2 separate regions of the Mus musculus genome follow, and region 2 is linked to region 1. Evidence: chromatin contacts called from public Hi-C data. All regions are on one chromosome and are shown on one strand. Each heading gives the region's core, a stretch centred on a gene start, on an enhancer-like site or on the middle of the called end of the contact. The rest is flanking DNA. Distances are from core to core; before and after follow the strand shown.

Region 1 (5,822 bases), core at 1,369-3,868:
CAAATTCAAGCAGAACAGCACATCGGAAAAAGACAGAGAGATCTTCGAAGCACCATGGCACCCACAGATCTGCCCTAGGGCACACAGCACAGGTGACCATAGACACCTACATGCCACTAAGCCATGCAGTGTGGATGGAGAATGTCACCCCGGGTCCCACTAGCCACATGCCCAAGCTGTGGCTAGAGCCATCACAATGTGCGAGTATGCTATAGCCAGATGGGAGACAAAGAGAAGTGGTACAGCTTGAGCATCATGTAGCTACTTGAGGGTGGAGAGAGGTAGCCTGTTGTAAGTGGCCAGCCCTGCTACCTGAGGCCTGGGTAAAGCCCCAACCTGAGCTGACACCAAGGGCTATCCTGCATCCATAACTATTAGGAGAGTCAGGGGACATTGCTGATGTCTATAGCTCATGTTACCACTAGAGAGCACTGGGATCTCCTTGATCAGGGCAGCTGCCAGGACCATGTGGATATCCAGGGGATGTGTAGAACTGGCCCTGCCCCTCACTGGCTGGGACATTCTGGAGAGATAGCCCCATCTTTTACCAGCAGCATCATTCAGCACAGTGGAGCTGGTGCTGGTTGTTGTGTGGGTGAGCCAGTCTCTAGGGTGTGAGTGTGGGAGAGTTCACCCTGCCACTCATTATCTGTGGGGTGAGGCACAGAGCCTGTTCTTCTGAATGATGGCTACTAATATTTGTACCTACTATATTACATATGTAATATATGGTACAGATGATGTCATGCATGAATATAATCTTAAAGATTCAATCATAATAATAAGCTTTTCTGCCTTGGAAAGTGTTTATCACAGATAGATGTTGGAACCCCTTGGAGTCTTCCAGTTATTTTGAATAAAGAATAAAGGTTGTTAGAATTACCCTCTGATATTAAAAGAAATAGAACTGATTTAGTTTTTGTATGCATTAACCATTATGACACTGTCTCCAGTCCTTTCGTACTTTCTAGCAACTACTATTTTATTCCTGACTTTCATAAGTTCAATTTGGAGCTTTGACATGTGAATGACAAGGTGTGTTATTTGTTTCTGGCTTATTTCACTTGACACGGTGTACTCTAGTTCCATGCACGTTGCTATAGAAGACAAAATTGTGTTATTTTCCATAGACAAACTATATTATACACACACACAGACATACACACACCACACATTCCACTCATTCTTTGATGACCACTATAGTAGACTCTATAAAGTGGTTGTAATGATAGTGTTGTAATAAATATAAACTTCACATTTTAGTTTGATACAATAATTCCATTCTCTCTATAAATTTTTCTAGTAGTGTGATTGATATTTTCAGATAGTTGAAGGCTAACCATACTATTTCATTCAATTTAGCAGTTTACAGAATATGAGGATTATGTTTTCACATCAACTCTCATCAATTTTTGTAGCCTTTTGTATTTTTACTTTTCAGGATAGGATTTTATATAGCCCAGGCTGAGTTAAAACTCTCTATGTAGCTAAGTTTGGCCTTGAGCCCTTGATCTCCCTGCTTCAGCCTCTCATGTGTTATGGTCATAGGCATATATCACCACATCCAGCCTTTTTCTTTTTCTTTTTCTTTTTCTTTTTCTTCCTTTCCTTCCTTCCTTTCTTTTAAAATAATATCCTTTCTGAATTCAGACAGTATCGCCTTGTGACTCTAGTTTTCATTTTTCTGATATGCGTGACATGAAATTGGTTTTCTCAGAGGCCCCTTGACATGCTATAGCTTATGTCTTCGAGCCTGTCACTCTCATAGACCAGATGCTCTTTCATGTTAAGGTCCATAGCACCTTTATCTTTGTGTCCCAAGAACTTGTTCCAGTTGGAGTATGCAGTAGAAGTGCCATGAATAATATATCAGTAATAAGTGAGTGAGAAGGTGATTTTGAAAGTCTCCTTATGTCTACTCTTTCTAATCTCACCTCTGACCTTTGATATACACAGGCAACTCAAGGTATTTCTGACATTTTTTCCGAGTGCTGGGGGGGGGGCAACTTACAATTATACAGTGCAGAAAAGAGCCTCTTCAGAATCTCCATCTTTTTATCCAGCAAACAATCCTTCAGCACATCTGGTTCCCTTTACTATTTTAGTCATTTAATTGAAACTTTACCCCATGTGAAAAATTTGACTTTATCAAAAATTCAATAAAGTGAGTCTTAAAATGTTTGGGAGAGTCTTAGATGTCTGGAAATCTGGCTCCATCTGTCAGGGGTGGAAATAGTTGCCTTCTCCTTTTCTGTTTCCTTTCCTCTTGTCTATGCAAGACACAGAGGGACAGTCAGGAACCACGAACTGATGCTATCATACCTGTTCTGTTTATGAGGAGCAAGCAGATATTTATAAAGTTGCATTGAGGGGTTTAAAATATGAAAATAGAATTTCTATGGCACTAAAACCTAAACACAACCAAAAGTAAACAGAGAATAATTTTCACTTATATTTTTTTACATAATCTTCAAATAAACAAAGATGAACTTTTACTTAACTCATTTAAATCAAACGTGAAATGTTGGTGCCTAATAATTCAGTCTCACTGTACTGGCATCTCTAATTGGCAAAGGGTTGATGACATCGTAGATTCTCTCATCATCCGAAGAACAGTGAGTCAGATACACAGAGACAATACTGCCTTTTGTTATAGGCAGTGACATCTCATCACACCCCCAAGAAAACAACCTCCCTTGAAAACAACCGTACTTCTGGGGATATATCAGTAATTAGGTGTAAAGCCACAAGAAAGAACTAGGTCTTTGAGATCCACTTCTTATCTATGTCCTATTGTTCATGTTATGATAAAGAAGTTTGCTATACCCATTTGTTCTTCATGGCCCTATTTTTGTGGGATGGTCACACAATGCCTACCGCCCAAAAATGTGTTCTTTGTATTCCCATTAGGTGACACAAAGTAGCTCATAACATAAGGCTCTTGTTCATTAATGAGTAATTTTAAAAAATCGTTAAAAAATCAATTTGCTCAAAGCAGTTACTTTGAATTTTGGTATCAGTGTTTGAAAGTAGCTCCCTCTCTCCTGAGCAAGGATACCTTTCATTGCTGTTGCTTTGCAGTTCAGGGAGGGAAACAGTGTTCAACTCCACAGTCCTGCCTTCTGTGCACTAGCACAGAACATCCTTATTGTGAGCTGTGGAATTATATGTGCACCAAAATGAAGGTGAGACATCTTTTAAAAGGAGAATGGCTTTGGAATTGTCAGTAAATGCATTTAGAGTGAGTGCATGCTTTATGGAAAGAGCTGCATGCATGCCAAACTGTATAAGGAGTAAAAAAATTAAATAGATATAAAGACTGACATCAACATTGTAGCTCCATCATAGAACATGTATGTAGCATGCAATAGGATCCACCACTAGAACCATAACATAAGTCAAATTCATTAGGAACTCTTAATTAGATGCAATCATTACAAGTGCATGTATGTGGCCAATGTAAATATGATGACATTACATTATTTAATAAATTCTATTATTTATTATTGTCATTCATTTATTATTATTTAATATTAACTTAACATTGAGTGCATAAAATAAATTCAGTACATTATTTTTAAATTAAGTATTAAGTACAGAACATAACATTAATGACAACCCTATGGAAGTGAGGACATAGTATCTATCTAGGTTTTTAGAAGTCTGCAATACAGTAGTATTAAATGTATTCTCTATTCTGGAAAGTGTTGTGAGGAGTTCTCACACTTAGGCCACTGTCCCATTTTCCATGCACCAATCCCTTGGCAGTTCTTACCTGACTGCTTCTGTGCTAAACTTTTTCACATTTCACATATAAGTGAGGTGATGCAGTCTTTCTCCCTCACTTAACTTTAGCACTCATAAATCCTCAGGATTTATGTACACTGCCCTAGATAACAAGACTTACTCATCTGTGGGCTACAGAGCATAATAAATGTGCACTAATTAACTACACTTTACTTATTTATTCATCATTCTTTTTTCTTTATTACTCGGGGGTCCTGGTTAGTTGAGACTGCTGGTCTTCCTATGGGGTTGCATTCCTCCTCAGCTTCTTCCAGCCTTTCCCTAATTCAACCACAGGGGTCCCCGACTTCAGTCCATTGGTTTAGTGTAATATGCATCTGTCTCAGTCAGCTGCTTATTGGACCTCTGCATACCATAGCATCAGTAATAGTGTCAGGCCTTGGATCCCTTTGATAGATCCCAAGTTGGGCCAGTCACCTCCTTCCCCTCAGTCTCTTCTCCATTTTTGTCCCTGCAGTTCTTTTAGACAGCAACAATTCTGGGTCAGAGTTTTTGACTGTGGATGGTAACCCCATCCCTTCATTTGATGCCCTGTCTTTCTACTGCAGGTGGACTCTACAAGTTCCTTATCCCCACTATTGGGTATTTCATCTAAGGCCACTCTCTTTGAGTCCTAAGAGTCTCTCATCTCACAGGTCTCTGGTACTTTCTAGAGGGTTCTCCCACCTTCCAAGCCCCAAGGTTGCATATTTCTATTCATTCTGCTGGTCCTCAGGGATTTTCTCCTGTCTCTCCTCCCTCATACCTGATCATGTTCCCCTTTTCCTCTCTCCCTCCTCTCTCCCACTCAGATCCCTCCCTCTTTCTGCCTTCTGTAATTGTTTTCTTCTCCTTCCCATGGGATTGAAGCAACATCACTTGGGCCTTTCAGCTTGTTAGCCTTCTTGAATTCTGTGGATTGTATCCTAAGTATTGTGTACTTTTTGACTAATATCCACTTATTAGTGAGTACATACCATGAATGTTCTCTTGGATCTGTTACCTCACTAAAGGATGATATTTTCTAGTTTTATCCATTTGCCTGTAAAACTCATGATGTCCTAGTTCTTAATAGCTGAATAGTATACCATTGTGGAAATGAACCACATTTTCTGAAACTATTCCTCTGTTGTGGGACATCTGGGCTGTTTTATTCTTCATGCTAAAGTATGCATTGTCATTCGTTTCTAATCAAGTAAGAATTAATTTTTCTTATAGCCAAATATATTTTTACTTATAAATTTAAAATTTTTAATTACAACCTAATTATTTCTATTCTACCCTTCTCTTCCTTCCTCCAATCTCTACTGTGATCTTTACATCTAACCCCCTTACATACTCCCACTCCCTCTCAAATTGATGGCTTCTTTTAAAATTTGTATTATTTTATATACATATGCATTGAATATATTAATATAACCTGCTGAGTCCATCTGGTGTTGCTGTGTGTATGTGATCCCAGGGCTCACCAGTTCACATTGGATAACCAATTAAGGAGCTCATGCCTGGGAGAGATTAATTCTCTCTTTCTTAGCAGTAATTTGTTGTCTAGGGGTGGTACCACGTAAAATCTAACCCATCTGCATTAGCATGTCTACTGATGTTGTCAGTGTTTGCATTTTATTTGGCAGCAATGTTGATGAAGCATCATGGGTGTAACTTATCTGTCATTTCTAGAAGATACAATCCTGTAGCAATCTCCTTGGTACTCTTATTTTTACAATCTGTCCATCTCCTCTTATTCAGTGGTCTCAGAGCCTTAGGTACAATAAATGTGTCATAGATGTATTTGTTGAGCCTAGTCTCCTCACAGTCAGTTGATCTCTGCATTGCAATACCAGCTGTGGTTTTTTGTAATGCTCTCCATTTACTACAGACATAGGCTTCATTAGTGCTGGGTGAGCTATACTTATCTGTGGGTATAAGTTTTATCTTTGAATGTGCAATAATGATACTTGTTTCTGGGTAGAACCCAAAAGCTGTCTGATTGGCCTGCTCAACAGGAGGGAAATCATGCCTGCCACTAGAAACCAAAT
Region 2 (5,822 bases), core at 2,025-4,524, 230 kb after region 1:
TGTAACATGACACCTAGTCTCTTATACTATCCAACTATGTCCTCTCCCCAGTAAATGGCAGCATTTCAGAGTCTCTCCGTGCTTGGCAACAGTGAGGCCCTGGATCCTGGTAAGTAGCAACAGCTGATTTAGTAGCCATGGATGGTCCTACATCTGAGCCCAAACTGAATAACAGAGGGTCTTGTTGACTCTCTGCCTCTGGACCTTCTCAGTAGGCACTGTTTGCTGTTTACTTATCTTGGAATTTTAAGCCTGAGACAATGTTGAACACAGTGTCAACTGGCCCTGGTGCCAGACAGGATCAGAGGCTCTGGAATATTTACAGTTTCCCTTCTTGTGTTTCTATAAATGAAATGGACAGCCTGAATGGAGAAAAATCAAGGCCCAGCTGGCTAAAACCACAACTGGCAGCCAAACACTTGGGTGGGTTCCAAGAGCTGGTGTTTAAAGAGAAGCCAATTTACAGAGCAAATTCCTACTGCTAGAGCAACGACGGGTACAGTAGCTCTAGCATGAAGCAGTAAAACCTTGTCTTGTTCAAACAATTTTCATCTCAAAGTTTGGAAGCTAACTCCTTTTTTACTTCAGAATTGTTCTTATGTTACCTATAAATCATTTTAAAATTGTTTATTCTTCACAGCCATAGCAGTGGCAAATTTGTGTCCTATGCTCTACAAATGTTAGATTATAGGAGACTGGACTAAGTCTTATTTTTGTTTAAGTTTATCCAGAAAACTGAACTGTTTCTAAAAGTTAACAAGGATCCACAAAGAAGTCCTAACAATGTAGAGGAAACAATAAGGTAGATATCTTAACCAATTTAAACTAATTTGGAGGTTCCTAATATATCATGAGGCCAACTACAAAAACTAAAATTGATGTTCTTTTATACATAAAATATAACCTCAGCTTTGGTAGTTAAAAATGAGAAAAAGCTCAATTGCCTCTCTTGGGGATGGCATGGTGGAATCACGATGAAATACTAGAACTTTAGTAAATGAATATTAATGATCCCTCCCCCACCCCACCCCCAGTACTACGTTCCCATAAAGACAACCATGGGCTGGCCATTATTTAACCCAGGATACCAAGTCAAAAATATCATATCCAGAGAAAAGCTGTACATATAGAACTATCACACACACACACACACACACACACACACACACACACGCACGCACGCACGCACACACACGCACACACACACACACACACACACACACACACACCAGGCTAGGAGCAATGGAGTTTGAAGATGGTTTAGCAAAGCTGCTTTCTTTCATACACACACGTGCTTGCATAAGTGACTGGGGGAAAGAGAAGGGATTCAGAGAAAGAAGCAAAGAGTCCCACAGGTAGGTGCTTATTCTCCGGAAACAGAAAAAGGCAGTAGCTAGAGGTCATTACCTCGATATAGGGCACGATCTTGCAGGAGAAATCTTCCAAAAGCCACTTCTTAGTCAACTCATGGAAGATGACCAGGGGGAGGCAGAAGAAGATGATGAGAAAGTCCCAGAAAGCCAGGTTGGCCAAGAGAGAATTGGAGATGCTCCTCATGTAGTAATTGTGACACACGATGCACATCACTGCCAAGTTGCCAATAATGCCGGTCCCAAAGATCACCACAGATAAGCACATGACCGCATAGGCTCCGTAGGATTCTTGGGTCAATGGGTAGAAGGGGTTCTTCAATCTCACGCGCCGCGTGGTGTTTCCACGGCGTGGACCCCCTTGGTCAGGAACCCAGTCATCTGCAGACCCGTTTTGCGGTAGTGCCCTGCCTGGAGGAGCAAGGGTCCTTCCTTCGTGTACTGCTGAAGGCCTGTGTTGGGAATCCTGGAGTTGTCCAGTTCTTCGTGGCCAGTAAAAAAGATCTCTGGGTTCCGTTTTCACACTGTGCTCCTGCCTGCTCTGGGGAATCCCATCGCGCTTGGAACTCATCTCTCCCCCCTCCGATGTCGGAAAGAAGAGTTGGGGATCCGTGGGGTCCCTTCTCCTCAAATGCCCGGATGGTTCTTTACCCTGGGCACTTTTCCATCTCCAGGCACTTGGTGGCTTGGTTGGAGGTCCCAAGGGCCCAGCAGCCGCCGCTTCTTCAATCACACCTGTGTCACCGCCCCTGGGTGGTGGGAGGTCCCAAGAGGTCGCCCCTCTCACCTCTGCTTCCAGTTTCTCTCTGGGCACATGGACTCGCAGAGCGTCTTTTGCCGAATTCCCAGGTCCACGGGCATCCCTGCTGCGGCGTTGGATCAGTGGGGAACAGCTCTCCCCCAGACAAGTTCCATTCCTGGGCTCAGGGACAAAGCTCAGGGCAGCAGAGACAGAAACCTTAAACAGCAGAAGGAGCAGCAGCCGCGATGTGCGCGAGAGAGGCGCGCCCCGGGCTGGCATGGCTCGGCGAGGGCGCACCTACTAGCCTGGCTCTAGCTTAGCACCGACACCTGCTGCCAAACTTGGTGCAGAGAGTTAGGCACATGTCACATACTCACCGCTGGGTAGAGGATGGGAGCAGAAGATTGCTGGGAGGGAACAGGGCGCTTGGGGAAGGACGGTGTCATCAACACATCCCTACAATCCTTCCACGTTTCATGTTCTGAGCATTTCCCAGCCAAATCTAATCCAAGCTCGGTGCACCCGAAGGTTCCCAGGGAAATAACAGATCCAAGAGGCTGACCTTGAAAAGTTGCGAACACCACCTGATTGTTCCCTAATGTTGCGACTGGGCGCAGCCTGGAGGAAGCCCCGCGCTCCTCCCAGCCTTTGGGTGGTGGCTGTCTTCTTGGTAACAGTTGCTCTGCTATTTACATCCTTTCCATACTGCTTTATCCAGTCGCTAGTAGAGGTCTCTAGAGAAAAAGAAAAACAAGTCCGCTCCACTAGGGGACTGGCTGTCACAATCCCACTCTCGGCTGGCGGGGGGGTGGGGGGTGGGGACCCTTGCAAACAAGGCACCACCGGAGCACAGAGGAAACTCTTGCTTCGTTTAACTCCGACGACTTTCAAAGGGACTGTTGCCAAGGAGAAGCCAGATTCGAAACCCGCGGCCACTGTCAAAGTTGCTGCTCCTTCAGTTCAAAGTTGACAAGTGGATGGCGCCAGCGGCTGCGCCTAGTGCACGGGCTGAGAAGGCGTGGAGTGGAGCGAGAGGGAGGAGAGGGCGCTGCTGTTTTGTGCACAGTGCTGTGGGCTGCAGGAGCTTGTCACTGCCACCACCATCGCAACCCGGGTGGAGAGCGTGGTGCCTGGAACCGCTGCTGGCGGGCGGAGCGGTGCATGGTGGACAGGGGAGGTGGCCCGGCCTCTCCCAGCGGCTCAGCCACTGCGCGGGCTTCACTCCAGGTCGCCTCCCTCTCGTCCTCCTTCTAGCAGAGCATCTGGTTTGTGGAGAGACGGGATCCCCTGGTGGTTTTACCACACACTAAACCCACACACGTTTCATTCAAGGCGTTCGCAGTAGCTTTCAATAGGAAGCTAGGAGCGACCCGGGAACAAGGGCGGAGGCGCCGAATCTGCACGGCTAAAGGCAAGGAGGACGTGAACTCCATGGGTTATTGCCCTAGATAGTCCAACCAACCCGACCTAATCTGTCACCACTAAGGAGGGGGTTGGATCTCAGGACCCCCGGTGCAGGCGGGGATCCCTGGAGGAGAAGGTAGAAAGGGCAAGCCTCTTGAGATCTGCAACAATTGGTAGCAACTGGTGCGCATGCTCAGGCTTCAGACTCCCCAGGGAATAGTGACACATTCACAGTCTTAGATTCCCCAGAGCAGAGTCAGAAAAGAAACAGACTTCATTGGTTTCATTCACTCGGTAAGAGAGTAGATTGTAAGGTAAGAAGGATCCAGGTGTCCCGTTACCTTTAACATTGACTTTGAAAGCATCCTACCAGGAGGTGGAGTTAGAGCTGATCACAGGGAGCAGGAGGAACGCAGCAACCTTGATATGTTCAGAACTGAGAACTGAGGAGGACCGAACTCCCATCACGATGCCCATGCCTTTCCAATTTTTATATACACACAACCCCGTGTAGCAATCTTGGTATAGCTGAGAAAACAGACAAATATCGGACCAAATTTTTAAAAGGGGAAGAAATAAACATGTGAGATAGAGACAAAGGCAACAACAGAAGAATTATCTAAGGGCACAATAGAAAATACAGTAAAAATACAATTGCAGTAAAGAGCCTCAAACTATCTACGTCCTAAGCACTGTCATTTGTGAATATGTGTTTACATAGCAAAAGGAACTCTACAGTGAGACTTACTTAAATATCTGGAGATGAAAAGAGTGTCACGGGTTATAAATTTGTGCACACACAAGGGACCCAAGAAGAAAAAGGTAGAGAGAGATGAGAGGGTAGTAGACTATGAAAATCTTTATAATTTTTTTTCTTGTGTTGAGGTTCAAATGGGCAGATGCACAGACACCAGACATAACAACAAAACTGACAAGGGTCAAAAAAAACAAAAAACTATTTTGGAAAAAGTTAGACAAAAATTAAAATACGGGATTTCACCAAAGGTTAAGTGTCAAATGACATGTCACAGGGAGGTAGTGTTCAGCACCAGCTTGTTGGATGACTGAAAATGGAAACAGATAAAATTACTCTTCTTTTAAAGTAGAAAAAATGAAAAGAGAAGAAAATCCCATTTGCAACGGTATTTGTCAATACCTCAAAATACTGCAGATTTATATCCTGTGCGTTCAAAACATAAGATCAAGAATAACCCTTGTGAAGCCCTTGTGTCTTACAAGGAATCTTTGAACTTATTTCTAAGAGCAAGAGCAACCAGAATCACATGGAAATAATGTAAAGGACATCAAAGTTAGGAATAAAAATTCCCACTCTGGTGTATGTAAACAGTACAAACTAGTTGTATGTATGTCATGTCAACCAGACAGATCCTGAAAGCACAAATGTAAAAATAAACAGTGGGTTCATTATACTGCACTGCCATTTGAGCTGTGTCGATATATGGATAGAAAGGACACATGCTATTTGGATTAGTAGTCTATTCAAAAGTTGGTGAATGGAAATGTTATGTGAAGAATCTTCTATTGTAATCAAATTTTGTTATCATATATAATTGTATTATGTAGTTATATATTATATATTTATATATTATATGTACTTAATTATATATAATAATTTTAATTAATTATTTTCTTTCTTAAAAAAAATCCAAAACAAGAGCTAGGTTAACTATGGAACAGAAAAACAAGACACCAAAATAAAGTCTGTGATGCTGTTTTCTCTTTCAAAGTACCTTAAAGACTGGGCTATATATGTAAACAATTTTCTACTCTTCCTACTCTGGATCACTTAAATGAGCCACTAATTTTAATGGTACTCAGCAAGGAAAAGAGGCTGAACTATAGGGGAAAAATCCCTTTAAGTCCTTCTTAGAAGCCCCAGTTGGCATCTTTAAGGTGGCAGAACACAGCTCCCAAGTAGACAGCTTATGCTTATGTAGATTGTGAAAACACTGAAGGGCTGCCTATGTGTATCTGAATGCTGCCTTCATTTTCCTAAGTATCCCCTCCTCCACCTGAATAATGATGCCTTCCTGTTTGGATGGATAGCATGCCCTAACTCCTTAAGTTTCACAGTGACCATGAAACACACACACACACACACAGGAACTCTTTGAGCCAGGCAGAATATCAGTTATTTAGCTTTCAGAAAAATATAATTTTTCTTCTGAAATACAAGGATACAAAAGGCTGCTTTCAGATCCGCTCACATGACTTAATATGTTGATTAAATGAATGAGAAAGAACTATATAAAATGTAAATATTCAATGTCATTACTAGTCCAACT

What was found. A called contact is a pair of places that touch in the nucleus more often than the background predicts.
Region 2: a Hi-C map of cortical glia shows a contact between it and region 1, with 4 times the contacts expected there. The contact joins the promoter of Gpr37 here to the enhancer-like site in region 1. A contact is called at or near these places in 1 of 39 promoter capture datasets (hippocampal neurons), 3 of 484 Hi-C or Micro-C datasets (Sertoli cells, brain and cortical glia) and 1 of 115 datasets of contacts at active chromatin or transcription factors (neural progenitor cells).

Annotation. Positions count from the first base shown.
Region 1 is chr6:25,460,588-25,466,409 of GRCm38.p6, forward strand. No RefSeq gene overlaps it. Among named protein-coding and RNA genes, the nearest start is that of Gpr37, 230 kb to the right of the region's middle. Within about 2 kb of position 2,619, at least 10 of the 459 cell types and tissues checked have an H3K27ac peak or open chromatin away from gene starts, as enhancers often do. A contact at or near this core is called in cortical glia, where this site is marked.
Region 2 is chr6:25,686,706-25,692,527 of GRCm38.p6, forward strand. Gpr37 (G protein-coupled receptor 37) reads right to left here and starts at 3,275. Exons shown (of 2, transcript NM_010338.2): 1 at 1,408-3,275. The coding sequence starts at 2,391.